Regions from separate parts of the Mus musculus genome. Here region 1 is linked to region 2. Evidence: chromatin contacts called from public Hi-C data. All regions are on one chromosome and are shown on one strand. The core of a region is the stretch at or near the end of the contact, and the rest is flanking DNA. Distances in the headings are between cores, read along the strand shown.

What was found. Hi-C and Micro-C count contacts between places; a contact is called where the count stands out from the background.
Region 1: a contact with region 2 is called in a Hi-C map of bone marrow-derived macrophages, with 2.5 times the contacts expected there. The contact joins two enhancer-like sites. A contact is called at or near these places in 1 of 15 datasets of contacts at CTCF or cohesin (large pre-B cells), 10 of 484 Hi-C or Micro-C datasets (adipose-derived mesenchymal stem cells, bone marrow-derived macrophages, cerebral cortex and 7 more) and 1 of 115 datasets of contacts at active chromatin or transcription factors (embryonic fibroblasts).

What each region holds. Positions count from the first base shown.
Region 1 is chr5:136,662,970-136,670,435 of GRCm38.p6, forward strand. All of the region lies in intron 2 of Gm38722 (a long non-coding RNA gene), which reads left to right. Among named protein-coding and RNA genes, the nearest start is that of Myl10, 27 kb to the right of the region's middle. Within about 2 kb of position 1,757, at least 23 of the 459 cell types and tissues checked have an H3K27ac peak or open chromatin away from gene starts, as enhancers often do. A contact at or near this core is called in bone marrow-derived macrophages, where this site is marked.
Region 2 is chr5:136,477,740-136,484,665 of GRCm38.p6, forward strand. All of the region lies in intron 2 of Cux1 (cut-like homeobox 1), which reads right to left. Among named protein-coding and RNA genes, the nearest start is that of Cux1, 86 kb to the right of the region's middle. Within about 2 kb of position 2,267, at least 82 of the 459 cell types and tissues checked have an H3K27ac peak or open chromatin away from gene starts, as enhancers often do. A contact at or near this core is called in bone marrow-derived macrophages, where this site is marked.

The DNA.
Region 1 (7,466 bases), core at 507-3,006, 180 kb after region 2:
CCATGGACTGCAGGGACTTGGCATCGGGGAGGCTGCCTGAGCTGACCCAGCCCTGCTGACCCAGCCTGACCCAGCCCTGCTGACCTCTACACACACAGGGACATTCATTACTGCTGTCATTGTCCTGGTGACTGTATTACTGCAGTCTGTCTATTACTCAAGGCTAATATGGCAGGGTGACAGATAGTACCTAGGGGTGAGTCTTACAGAAGTAGATAACATTTGATACAAGTTAAAGGTGCCATCTGGACTATTCTAAGGAGTGTATGTGCATGTGTATACATGTGTTCATATATATATGTATTTTCTTTTCTTCCTTCCTTTCTTCCTTCCTTTCTTCCTTCCTTCCTTCCTTCCTTCCTTTCTTTCTTTCTTTCTTTCTTTCTTTCTTTCTTTCTTTCTTTCTTTCTTTCTTTCTTTTTTTTTTCGGGACAGGGTTTCTCTGTGTAGCCCTGGCTGTCCTGGAACTCACTTTGTAGACCAGGCTGGCCTCGAACTCAGAAATTTGCCTGCCTCTGCCTCCCAAGTGCTGGGATTAAAGGCGTGTGCCACCACACCTGGCCCATATATTTATTTTCTTAATTTTAGTTTTCTTTCCCTCTCCTTCCCCCCCCTTTTTTTTTCACTCAGCCTCACGTTGTGTGTTGCTTCTGCTGTGTGATGTTCTATCAGCCACTTGACCTCTCTGAGCCAGTGAGGTTCATGACATGAGATGAAACCTACTTCTCTTAGGGTATTTTCTAAGTTTTCATCACCTACCCTAAAGGCCTTTCTAATCACACCAGTGTCTGACACCTCACAGGCTTTCCCAAGATCCAGTATCGTGATTCTATCTCTGCCCCAGAGCCCGTCACTGACAACTGGCCAAGCCCACCGTGTGTCTGACTAGGGGACCTTCTGAGTCCACAGTACTTTGTGGCCCAGGACTTCCTACTGTAGAAGGTCCAGCTGGAGTCTTTACTTAGGAGTAAGTCATGAAAGCCTTCCTGGAGGAAGGAATGTTGGATGGATCCTGGACTGACAAGCAGTAAAATTAAAACTGCTCCCTTGGATGGGGCCGGCTCAGTGGTGGACCTGGGCCTCTGACCCTTTCGTTTGGGTATAGTGGAGAGTATGGGTCTTCCCATCTCTCTATGGGCTTTGAAACCATCCCCCCCAAACTGAGAGGGCAAAGATAGATGCTAGGTAGTGCTGTCCCAGGGGAACTGAAAGAGGGAAACTGAGTCACTATTGCTTACTGAACCTTTATCTCACCATAGCTCAGGCTGCCCTTAAAATCCAATTTCTACCCACTTCAGCCTCCCGAGTGCTGCTAGGATTATAGTCAGCTGCCACCATGCCTGGCTCTATCATCGCACTTTTAATTTGATTAACTCACTAAGTTTTGGTGCTGGAGTTAGGATCCAGGGCTTTGCAGGTGCTCTGCTGTTGAGCCAGGCTCCCAGCTCCTTCACTGGGTGTTTGTAGGTGCGGCTCTACCAATGAGCCCCGTCCTGACCCTGCCTCTGTTCCGTTCTAGAAACTAGGGAGGCAGAGTGGATATGAACCACTTGGGTGGGAGCAGCCATAAGCTAACCTTGTCCCCTCTCCCATTTATCTGCCTCAGGCCTTAAATGGAAGCTGAGGCTGGGACACACAGGGATTGAGAACCTGGGGCACTGTGACTTAGATGGAGGCAGGAGGTCAGCCTTGGTCTGGATGAGCTGGCCGTGCGGTCCATTCAGATTTTCGTTAGCGGAGCGCCACCTAGTGGTGTTTGTGGAAACCAGTCTAACTTCCCGTTTCTTGGTTGTTAAAAAGAGAGAACAGCAAAGGAGAGATGGGAGTCTGGATCCCTCACTGGGCTATGACTCCTGACACTTAGAGGCCAAAATAAGGAGAAAGTGGGTGGCGCAGCGGCAAGTGCTAACTAGACTTTGGCCGTAGCCCCGACCTTAGTCTTAGCCTGCTTTTGGCCCGACCTGGGTTTTTGTGTCCATGTGGTAGTTGCTCTGCTCTCAACTTCCTAGTATAGAGTATTCTTTAAGACAAACTATGGGCATCCAGGCATTGGTGCACACTTGTAATCCTAACACCCAGGAGGTAGAGGCAGGAGAATCAGAAATTCAAAGCCATTCTTGACTGCATAATGAATTCAAGGATAGCCTGGGCTATGTGAGACTAGTACAAATGAGATGAGGGGGAGAAACAAAGAGAAGGAGGAGGAGGAAGAGGGAAGAGGAGGAGGAGGAAAACAAGAAGAAATGACTCAGGGAGTGTCAGTGTGTGTGAATTTGGGTATTAGTGTGTTCGCATGTATGTTTGTGTGTCTGTTGTGTGTGAATGTATTTCCCTGCATGGGGGTGACTCTGTAAATAAATGCTAGCTTTCAAGTATGTATCTGTTTGCGTGTAAGTGTGTGAATGAATTGCTGTCTATGTGTGTGTGTGGCTATGTGTATGATTGCGTATGTGTGTGTCTCCATGTGTGTGTGTGTATATCTATGTGTCTGTCTGTCTGTGTGGCTATGTGTGAGTGTGCATCTTTGTGTGGGTATATCTGTATGTGAGTGTGTATATGTGTGGCTGTGTATGTGTGGCTGTGTATATGTATGTGTGTGTCTATATTGTGGCTATGTGTGAGTGTGTCTGTCTGTATATGAGTGTGTGTGTGTATGTGTGGACATGTGTGTCTGTCTGTCTATATGTACGTGTCTGTCTGTCTGTGTGTATCTGTATGTATGACTATGTGTATGTCTGTCTGTCTATATGTGTGTCTGTCTGCATGTGTCTGTATGTGTAGCCATGTGTGTGTTTGTCTGTCTGTATGACTGTGTGTCTCTCTGTGTACTTGTGGATCTTTGTTTATGATGTGCCTGTGGATATAAATGCCCCTCATTCTAGAAGTATGTGACTGCAGCCCCCGTGCTTGTGGGATTTGGGGAACACCTGCTTTTCACACTTGGCACCCCTTCTTGGGCTCACAGGTGCCTACCTGGATCCAAGGAAGGGCTGAAAACTTCTTTGAGGACCCCCTCTTGATGGGAGGACTTGAAGGGCTCCCCTGCTTCGTGATGTCAGTTTGGAAGTGTGAGGTGCTCTGGTGGGGACCATGAAGAGGATGCTGTGCAGCCTCCATTCAGTATGGACTTTACTTTGTTAAGATTTTAAAAAAGATTATACCCTGTCTGGAAAAACCAAAAAAAAAAAAAGATTATATATATTTACTTTCCCAAACTTTAATTTAATGTGTTTGAGTGCTTTGCCTGAATGTATGCCTGTGGATTTGGGGTATGTGTTTGTGTGATGTTCATGTGTAAAGGCGTACACTTGAGTGCTTGTGGGGTCAGTCTCAGGTATTAGTCTTCAGGACAATGTCTATCTTATTTTTGAGACGGGGTCTCTCACTGGCCTACAGTTCATGAGTTTGTCTGGGCTGCCTGGCCAGCATGGGTCCACCTGCCTCTGGCTCCCAGCGCTGGGATTAGAAATGAATGTCACAACAATTGGCTTTTTTACATGGGTTCTGGGATCAAATTCTGGTCTTCATGCTTCTGTGGCCAGCACTTTACTGAGCTATCTCCCCAGCTCCAGTAATAATTAACTTATGGGTTCAGCAGCATTGGTCTGCAGATGTGACCACTGAGTCATCCCACCAAGTGCCCTCAGTGGGAGTGCAGTTGTGAAACACACCCGAGCATGTATGTGGGTGTGTAAAACACACATGTGTGACTATGTGCATGCTTTATGTATGCGAGTGCTGGGCAGTACATGTGCTTGTGTGTGCATGCTCTGGGGGGTGTGCACTGATGTGTGTAGCATGCTTTGAGTGTGTGTGGATGCATGGGAATTAAATAGCTTGTTTTATGCATGCCTTGTGTGTACAGGCATGAGGGTGCATGAGCCCATGTTTGTGTGCTTTGAATGTGTGCAAACATGAGGGTGTGTATTCATGAGTTTGCGTATGCTTATGTGTGTATACCCTTGCAATGTGTGCATGAGTGTGTTTGTATTTGAGTGTGTGCATGCCCTGGGGGTGTGCATTGGAGATTGTGCACAAGCAGGACTGCATGGGTGTGTGCATGTGTGGATGTGTGCATACTTTCATGTGTATGCTTGAATGAATGACTGCTCTGAGCATGTCCGTGCATGAGTGTGTTTGTGAGCGTGTGTTTGTTTGGGTGTGTGCACTGTGAGCTTGTCTGTGCAAGCCAATGTGTGCATGCATGTGTATGCCTACATTTTCAGTGCAGGACATGTATGCCCCTTTAACAGTATTTCCCCAGGGCACTTCTGCCTTCCGCACCCCACCTTCACCTCCCATTGGGTGGTGACTGCACCACTCTATGGGGCAGGGCAGCTGCCAACTGGCCCTGGGAGGAGCCCTGTTTGGATGTGTGTGTGTTGAGACTGGCAGCCTGGCACAAGTCACTGGCCAAATTAACTCTAGTTTCCTTTGGGGAAAAAATGTAATCAGCTATTTCATTTGGGTCCATTTTAGCAAATTAACTTGTCTAGTATTTCCCTCTTATTTGTTTTATTGGGCAGAGGAGGGGATGTGAAAATAGGAGAGGCTCAGCAGGGACCAAAGCCCAGCTGGGACAGCTGCTAGAAGAAGCTTCCCTCTGGTGGGTGGGGTGTCAGAGAGATGGGCTGTGAAGGAAAGTAGATCTGGGCTTAAGTGGGGTCTTGCAGCAGGTGGGGGCTCATGGGGCCTTGGATCTGCTTGGGACATGGGGTAGAGCCTACATAGGAAAGGGGACTTCAACAGTAATGAGTGACCCACTTGCAGATGATTCCTAAGGCCAGATGAGACCTCCTGGGACACATCAACTCCTGGCCAGAAGGAATTAGCCCAGAAGATTCCATAGGGCCACTATATATGTCTGACCACATTCCACAGGCACTGTGGGCACCCAGGCCTGCCTTCTACAGTGCCCATCTTCCTCCTTCCCTCCCTCATTCATTCGTTCAATTTAGAGACGGGGTCTCAATGTAGCCCAGGCTGGCTGGCCTCCAACTTGCCCTGGAGTCAAAGATGACCTTGAACTTGTGATTCTCCTGCCTCCACCCTGACTGAGGAGGTTATAAGCATGTTCTATCATGCGTGGCTTATACAGGGCTGGGAGTGACTCCCGGGGCTTCCTGTGTACCAGACAAGCACTGTGCCAAGTGAGCTGCCGTCCCAGACTATCCCCACTCTCTTCTCCCTCTTTCCTTCCCTTTCTTCTCTTTCCTCCTTCCCTCCCTCCCATTTCTTCTTTATCCCTCTTTCTTTTCTCCTCTTTTCTTTCCTTCCTCATTCCTTTCTTCTCTCCTCATACTTCCTGCCTTTTCTTTTTCCATGTTTTGTGTCTCACTGTGTCCTCCAGGCTGGCCTTGAACTCATGACCCTCTCACACGTGAGCATCAGCTGGGATTCCAGGTGTGCACCCCTGCAGGCATTAGCTGTGGACATCAATGACTTGTGTGGCTCTAGCTTTATTTCTGGACAGAGAGCAATAGAACCGTCTCAGAGCATGTACAGCAGCTGGCAGGGAAGTGTCACTGAGTGTTTGTTGTCATCCGTCCATTTCACAGTTGGGAATGTGACCTCTGGGATGTCACAGACAGCTGCCTGACTGTGCTGGTCCCTGTTGATTTCTTCTCCTTTCCACACCCCCTCCTGTGTGTGTGTTGGGACTGGCAGCCAGGCAACAAGTCACCGGCCAAATTAACTCAAGTTTCCTTTGGGGAAAAATGTAATCAGCTATTTCATTTGGGTCTATTTTAGCAAATTAACTCACCCAGTAGTTTCTCCTTATTTGTTTTAATGGGTAGAGGGCAGGGTGTGGAAATAGGGGCTCACGCAATGGCCTTGGGGGCAGCTTTCTTAGCTTGCTCCCTCACAGCAAACCCTCATCTCTATTAGCAACTTGGAGGAAATACTTCTTATCCTAAGCACAAAGGCTTGAGTTCAAATCCCGAGCACCCATGTAAGCCTGTAACTCCAGTGTCGTGGGGGACGAGAGACAGAACAATCCCTGGGACTTACTGGCCAGCTGGATCAGGCAATCGGTGGGTCCCAGGTTTAGTGAGAGACCCTGTCACACAAAATAAAGTGGAGGGCTCAGCAGGTAAAACCCACTGGTGACAGAAGTTTAATCCCTAGGTCAAATTTGGTAAAGAGAGAGCTGACATCTGAGAGTGGTCCTCTGACCTCCACATCTCATGCTCTGACATGCATACAAAATAAATAAAAAGGCAATAAAATATTATAAAATAATAATAATGTGCAGAGTTATTGAGGAGAACAGCAACATTGACTTCTGGTTTCTACACACACCGCCCCACACAAGATTCCTTTTTCTCTCCATCGGGTGTGTGTTGGAAGACTCACTGACAAGAGTCTTGAGAAGCAAGCTGGATCTTGCTTGTTTGACCTGACTCTTTGCCAACATCCAGGGCCCTTTTTCATTGTCCCTTCTTCCAGCTTTGGAAGAAGCAGGAGCCAGGGTGGGTGTAGCCAGATGACCTCCCGTGACTTTGTACGGCTCAGTCACTCATCTCTGCCCTCCCACCTCCCATTGAATCTGACTGGAGATTGTCAATTTTTTTTCTTACCCACTACCTTTCAACTCAAGTTATGGTTTTATAAATAATATATACTGCAAGCCAGGCTCGGGAAGGACGTTCATTCTGCCCTGAAATATTTATAGCTCAGAATGTCTGCTTTCTTTGCCTGGGAGTCATTTTTTAGAGTGGCAGGCAGAGAGGGAGAGAGAGAGAGAGAGAGAGAGAGAGAGAGAGAGAGAGAGAGAGAGAGAGAGAGAGCATACAAGGTGCATCTTTAGTGACAACACCTGGAGAAGAGTCCTTGTAGCCCAGCTGCAGGCTGATCTATCCTGTGGCCATAGAGGGGCATAGCAGTTGTTCCTGGGGACAGTTCCCTGGCTCAGACCTCTTAAATTATCTCAGGATGGCTCAGCTCGGTGACAGGCTCAGCACCGCTGTCCCGGGAATGAATGGGACTTTCTAGCATGCGCCTGGAATAATAACACAGTGGATCAGGATCTGGGATCTGTCTGGAATCCTTAGTCCTGTCCCGGAATGTGGGTGCTAGAACTTGTACTTTGCAAATGGGGAAATTGAGGTGGAGAGGAAAGAGAAACAGAGGTGTACACTGCAAGACAGCCACAAAACTGTGTTTGTTTGTTTGTTTGTTTGTTTGCTTTCTTGCGGGGGTTGAACATTGTGATCAGACACACTTAGTGGCCCTGATGAAATCTTTTCACTCATGTATGTATGTATGTATGTATGTATGTATGTATGTATGTATGTATTTTCAGTACTGGGAATTGAATCTAAGGCCTCTTCCATGCCACAAAGCTGCTCTACCACTGAATTATTCTTCTATCCCTCTCACTGGGGGTGGGGGTGGGGTGGCCAGATCGGTTCTCTATTAAGTCACACCCCAGCTCCTCAATGGGGGATTCTAGGGAAAGACTT
Region 2 (6,926 bases), core at 1,017-3,516:
CTCAGTGTCTTTTCTCTCAAAGCAATGCTCATCACAATCACACAGCTCCCATGACTTTGCCATGCTATTCTGGAAGCAGTTCAACCTAGCATCTGGGACCATCAGTCCCATTTCTCTATGGGAATATGGAGGCTCACAAAGGTCACCATTAAAACTCTAGCCCATGTAAATCTCTTTACAATCCTTTCCTTTTCACAGCTGTTAAATGCTCAGATAATTTGTCCATGATGCTTAAAATAGCTCTCTGGAAATGCCAGATACACAGAGGAAGAGACACACAGCTCAGGGGGAGAGGCTGTCAGTTCTAAGCACTCTTCAGAGACCTGGGTCTCATCTGCTGTTCCCATAGAGAGTGTGTGGTACAGTGGGACCATGGGTGGCCCTGGTGTCTTCAAGCAAGCCCAACAGAGACACTGGGAGATTAAACTCTTCATGGATCACGTTAAGGATTCTTCCAATGCTGCCAGTCAGGGAGTTCAGAAGCAGCCCTGATCTTCTGAAAGATGGCATCTGATGTCTTTCTGCTCAACACAATTAAGCCTTTACTTAAATGTGAAGGATCCACTAACAAATAACCCACCCAAATGCCCCAACAGTGGCTTCAGCGTCTCTGCAGTAGCTGTGTGTTTGTGTTTGGGGATAGGGATGCTACAAATGGACATGTTCACTCTGACTTTAAAATAATCTCAGTTCCTCAAGTGTCCACCCACCCACCCATGAGCACACACTACTGCATAATCCTGTGGTTTTTGTTTTGCTAGGCAGGTACTTTACCACTATGTAATATCTTCAGTCCAGTTGATTCCTGAAACAGGTTCTCATCAAGTTTCCCAGGCTAGTTTTGAAGTCCTAATTCTTAGCCTCAATATCCGCAGTGCTGGGATAACAGGCTTGAGCTACAGACAGGGCTGTTCCAGTGTGTATATCACCAGAAGTTACCATGTGCCCCATTTGTTTAGTTGGCCATTATCTGCCTGCTCCTGCTGATGGCTGGAACCTTCTCTATACCTGCTAGTCCCTAGAGAAACCTCAGGGCTCCTTTTGGAGGAGACAGGGATTAAAAGTGTTTGCTGTGTACTTAGTGCATGTTCTGTATATGCTAAACCACTCCCCTCTAGCAGCTGGCAGCAGAGGCAGAGCACTCCTAGTCCACACATGTGAAGCCTCAAATCCTCCAACATGCTCCAAACACTGTGGATTTCCCATTAAGGATGTGCAACTGATGAAGGTCTACAAAGATCTTCCCAAATCTGAACCACTCCCACCCCATACACACTGAGTGAGAGCTGCTCTTTAGAGTATAGGAAAGAACACAACATCTGAAACAGTGAGGAATCTTGCTCAGGGTCAGACGCCCCTGGACATCTGCAACAGCTGGCCTGGGAATAGCCATTTCTCTTCCAAGACCCCTGGAACCAGACAGAGTTCTGCACAGGAAAGGCCCCAGGAGCAGAGGTCACACCATGTGTGGGAGGGAAATCCTGGACTAGTAGTGCTCACCCATGCTTGCGCACAACCCAGTGGCCCCCTCTGTTCTTCAGGACTGCTTCATGTCCTCCCAAGGCCCCTGCTGACTCTTTCTAGAACATGCTAGAATACTGTGACTTGAGCTGCACTTGATCCTTGGGGTAAATTTTCCCCTGGGGTCTCCTCAAAACTAAGAAAACTACTTATGTTTTTTGTACTGGTTGAACATGTTTAACTGGTAACAGTTAAAAGCTTCTATTTAATTTTTAAGCTTTGTCTAGTTAAAATCGTATTGTATTGCAACTTTATGGTGGTTGACTCTAGAATGATTAAACACGCAGGCTGATTACTCAGGCTTTAGGATTCTGCCAGATACTAGAGTGACCTCTTCGCAATGAAGCAAAAATGTGCTTCATTTCTCCTCCTCCGAGGAGAAAACACTGCATTGAAAAGTTGCTTGTGGATTTCCCACAGCCCCACAAAGAGAAGAATTTATTTGAGATAACAACAACAACAACAACAATAATAATAATAGGCTATTTTGTGTCACTTGGTGAAACCCTGCCTCAAAATAAGCAGGCCTCAGAGAGTTGGTACAGTGCTTGCTATGTCAGCATGAAGACTAAGTTTGAATCCTAAGCACCCGTGTAAAGCTCCAGGCACGTGGGTAATCAGTGTTATCAGAATGCCAAGAACCCGAAATGGAGGAAGCTACAGACTCTCTAAAGTGGTTTAGACAGGTCCCCACATCCCCACAGTGGTTCTCTCTTGTGGCAGGGGTGCTCATGTCCCTAGCATGTGACTAGTTAAAACATCTCTGGGCATGTCCTGGCTAAGAGGCCCATGTCTGGCAAGACATCACTGGCCTACCTTCTCCCTTAAAAACCACAGTCAGTGACATCAGGGACGCACATCTGTGGGTTTCCAGTGCAGTTGCCTGAATATGTTCAATGTGGAACAAAAAACCTAACTGCCATGTTTGCTCAACTGAGTCTGGAGGTTTCAGACTGACCTCTGGTTTAAAGGAGGGCTGACACAAAAGTAGAGTGGTGGTACATGCCCTTAATCCCAGCAGAGATAGGCAGCTCTAAATTCAAGTCCAGCCTGGTTTACAAAGTGAGCTCCAGGACAGCCAGGGCTACACAGAGAAACCCTGTCAGGGGAGAGGGGATGAAGCCTGACAGACAAATTCAAGTCACAGCAGCCTTCTAGGTCTGGCAATATTTCTCTCTCTCTCTCTCTCTCTCTCTTTCTCTCTCTCTCTCTCTCTCTCTCACACACACACACACACACACACACACACACACATACACACACACACACATACACACACACACAATATCAGCATGCTGCTTGAAAGTTCAAGGTCATACATGGCCTTCCTGACCCCCACCGGGTGATGGTAAGGTCACCCCTACCTGAACACCATGCCTCTCCCAGACCCCCCCCCCCTTACAGGACAATGTGCCCCACAAGGCTCCAGCCAGCTGGCTGCATAGGAACAAGATGTGCCCCACTGGAGTGGCTACTTTATTTTAAGTGACTCTCTTTTTCCAGGCTGAGTCACTTCTGCGTAGCTATAAAAGGCAGCAGAGCAGTGACTAAGTGCGCTTGGGTCCCAGCCACAGTTAAGTATTACTACCCTCACTGGGCAGTGGTGGCGCACGCCTTTAATCCCAGCACTCGGGAGGCAGAGGCAGGTGGATTTCTGAGTTCGAGGCCAGCCTGGTCTACAGAGTGAGTTCCAGGACAGCCAGGGGCTACACAGAGAAATCCTGTCTCGAAAAACCAAAAACAAAAAAGGATTACTACCCTCTACTCCTTCCTTCTTAATTGTCTAACGCTGGGGTCTTACTTTACTCCAGGGTGGCCTTAAACTCATAACAACAACCCTCATATCTCAGCCACCATGGTTCAGGGATTACAGACAAAAGCCACAGACCTGGATTCTTCATCTTTCCTCTGCTTCCTCCTTGCTCTAATTCCTCACCTCTGCAAAAGGTTGAAAGGTAAAGATGTGGGGTCCATCGCTTCGTCCATAACTTTGAAAACACTTCCTCCCCATAGACAAAAAGCAGAGATCTCTCCCCACAGCATCTGCTAAAGCACAGAAGTTATCAACAAATCTAATCTTCTTCTATCACGGTCAAGAATTCCTTCCACTTCCTAGAAGAGACGTCCCAAATCTAGCATTTAAAAAATGTTGTGCAAGAATGCAAACATCAACCAGGTATGGAGATATTTACCTGCAATCCTAGAACTCAGGAGGTGGAAACTGAAAAATCGGGAGTTCAAGGGCAGCCTTGGTTACATACTTAGTCCAAGACCAATTGGGCTATGTAAGATCCTGTCAAAGCCTAAAAAGCATGCTAGGGCTATAACTGGGTTGGTAGAGTACTTGCCTGCCATGCACTCTCATCCCAGATCACCACTCCCAGCGCCTCATAAACCAACCAGGTGCATGTAATCCTAGCGCTCAGGGAAATGGAGGCGGGGGCCCAGAAGTTCACATCTGAAGTAAGTTTGAAGCCAGCTTGGCTACATGAGAACTTGTGGAGGAAGGGAAGAAGGGGGTGGAGGGCTGGCTCATGGGGAAAGCACTCACCACAAAAACATGAGGACCTGAGTTTGGATCCCCAGAACCTGCATCAAGCTGGGTATGGCCACACACATCTATAATCCTATGGTCATATGGGAAGCAGAGAAACCAGAACTCCTAGAAGCTTACAGGACAGCTACCCTCTTGCAGACAGCATAGAACAAAAGCCCCTGTCTCAGACAAGGTGGAAGATGAGAATCACCAACACTGAGGCTGTCCACACTCATGCTATAAGGCCACACACACATACATATTCTCATACACACACACACACACACACCCTCACTTCTCCCCTTCTTTTTTATATTAAGATAGAGAAAAACCACATTGGAGTAAGAAAAGACAATTAAGGAGTGGCTTGCAGGACAGCCAAGCATTTTTTTTTTAATTATCCCATCAAAAATAGCTGATGTCGTGCAAAGCTCATCTAAACACCAGAGTGCCCAGGCTCCTTCTAGAAGCACACCAGGTACTGAAGACATTAATCTGGTCTTTGAAATCATATTCAACCAACAAAGACCTGAGTCACAAGACAATCAGTGGTATGGCTTCTCTGAGCATGTGTGAGGCTGTGGGTTCCATCCCAAGCACAGGGTAAATCAAAACCAAGCAGACAAATAAACCAACCAACAAGAGGAGGTGGGGGAAGACCAGGACACAGACAGACGGATGGAAAGACAGACAGACAGACAGATTGAGAAAGACATGGCTCTAACAAGACTCAAAAAAGCAGAAGTGTTTATCTACATGGAAGGTTACTGAGCCATCTGTGGCTTATACAGAGAATACTGTCACATGGATATGTGTATGATGCAAGGAAAGACTTCAGCAGAAGATGCCAGTTATGGGATCCCAGCACTCAGCCTGCCACATGGCCATGGTCCACTGCCAGGTGGAAGAGATAAAAGCTAAAGAACAGGGTTAGAATTTCCTCCTCAGGACCCAACTGTCTGACACATGGAAGCAGCTACATAAATATCTGCAAAATGATTAACTATCAGTACAAACCACCCTGGGGAGTATTTTACTGATAACTATTAAATTAGAATTTTCTTTCTTTCTTTTTTTTGGGGGGAAAGGGGGCAGGAGACCCCCTAAAATATATTTATGAAACAAAGATCCACTGCACCTAAAGCATTGTATAGTGTTCTAAGCTAATAACAGTTTGTTTCATTTTATATATTAGGTGAGGCTGAGCCTAGGACCTTGTGCATGCTAGGCAAGCATCTTATGGTCCCCAGCCCCTCATAGGCTGTAGGAGAGCACTCTACTGCTGAACCATATGCCCACAGCCCTATTTTTACTTACTATTTTAAGACAAGGTCTCACCAAGTTGCTTAGTTGGTCTTGAGCTCACTCTTTACACCAGGCTGGCCTGAAAACAAAGATCCCACTGCCTCAGCTTTCTTCAATAGAAGGACGGCAAGTATGAGTCACAAGACTGGGCTTTCAAATTAATAAAAACACCATGGGTAGCAGATACCAGGTATACAAGTAGCCTATCATAAACACATACAAACATGCCCCTATTTTGTGTGTGTGTGTGTGTGTGTGTGTGTGTGTGTGTGTGTGTGTGTGTGTGTGTGCATATGTCCAGATGTACCCAGAAGCTCTGTGCTGATGTTACCATTTTTTAGGGGACAGATAATGATATTAGAACTTTGGATCTTTACTGAGAAATGTATGTAGTCATCAAGTCACCTGAGGCAAACAACAGGGAAAGCAATAGTCCCGCAAGACACCCATCATCTGGGACTAGAGAGATGGCTCAGTGATTAAAAACACTTGTTGCTCTTGCAGAGGACCAGGGTTCAGCTCCTATCACCCACATGGTGGGTAATAACTACCTATACCTTCAGTTCCAGGGCATCCAGAGTCCTTTTCTGGCCTCCTCAGGCACCAGACACACATGTGGTATATAGACATACATGAAGGCAAAACTCTCATACATATGATAAATTTTAAAGGTAGAAATTTATGAATAAAAACTGTTTCTTTGGGATAATACTTGGTCTACTCAAAGAGCAGCTATTAATTCTATATGGAGGGTGAGATACAGGGCTAAGATGGCTGAAGGACTTGTAATGCATGAATTCTTGGGTTCGATCTCCAGTATCAAGGAAATCAGGTATGGTACTGTATGCCTACAGTCTCAGTACACTTGGGAGCTAGAGGCAAAAGGAGCAGAAATTCAACACTCTCAGACACATTGTGAGGTTTGGGCCAGCCTGGGTTCCATGAGATCCTGTTGCTATACTATGTAGATAAATAATGTTTTTAAATCCATAGGGAATGAACCTTTTTAAAGTAAATTTGTACTTACAAAGTAACTGCGGTCTACTTCAAACTAACCAAAATTTTTAGATTAAAACACTACAACCAATACTGCTGTACTTAGAAGCTCTCTACACAGTGTCCTGGTGTTACCATTTTTCCTTCAATAGAAGAATGAATTTGTTTATGAATTTCTTGATGTAGTGTCACAAAACTCTAACTTTAAAAGTTAAATGACTGGGTGGTTTAACTACTGGAAATGACCAATGTCACCGAGATGACTAGATGCAACCTTAAGCAAAGCTGGTGGTCCAGTTCTGCTGCCAGACCCAAGCCTTCCACTCACCTGAGACTCCACACATATGGCTACAGCTCCTTCCTCCACATTGTCAGACCGTTTCACGTGCCGTCGTAGACGCCCATCTTTCCCCTTTGAGCATCCCAGGACACGAACTGAACCCTCCCCCCTCCACTTCCATCTGAACTCTGGCCTTAAAAACCTTTAAAGATGTCTGATAGAAGATACACTTAACTTAGTTGTGGTGATGTACTCAGGAGGCTGACTGTGGAGCGTAGGCTATACAGG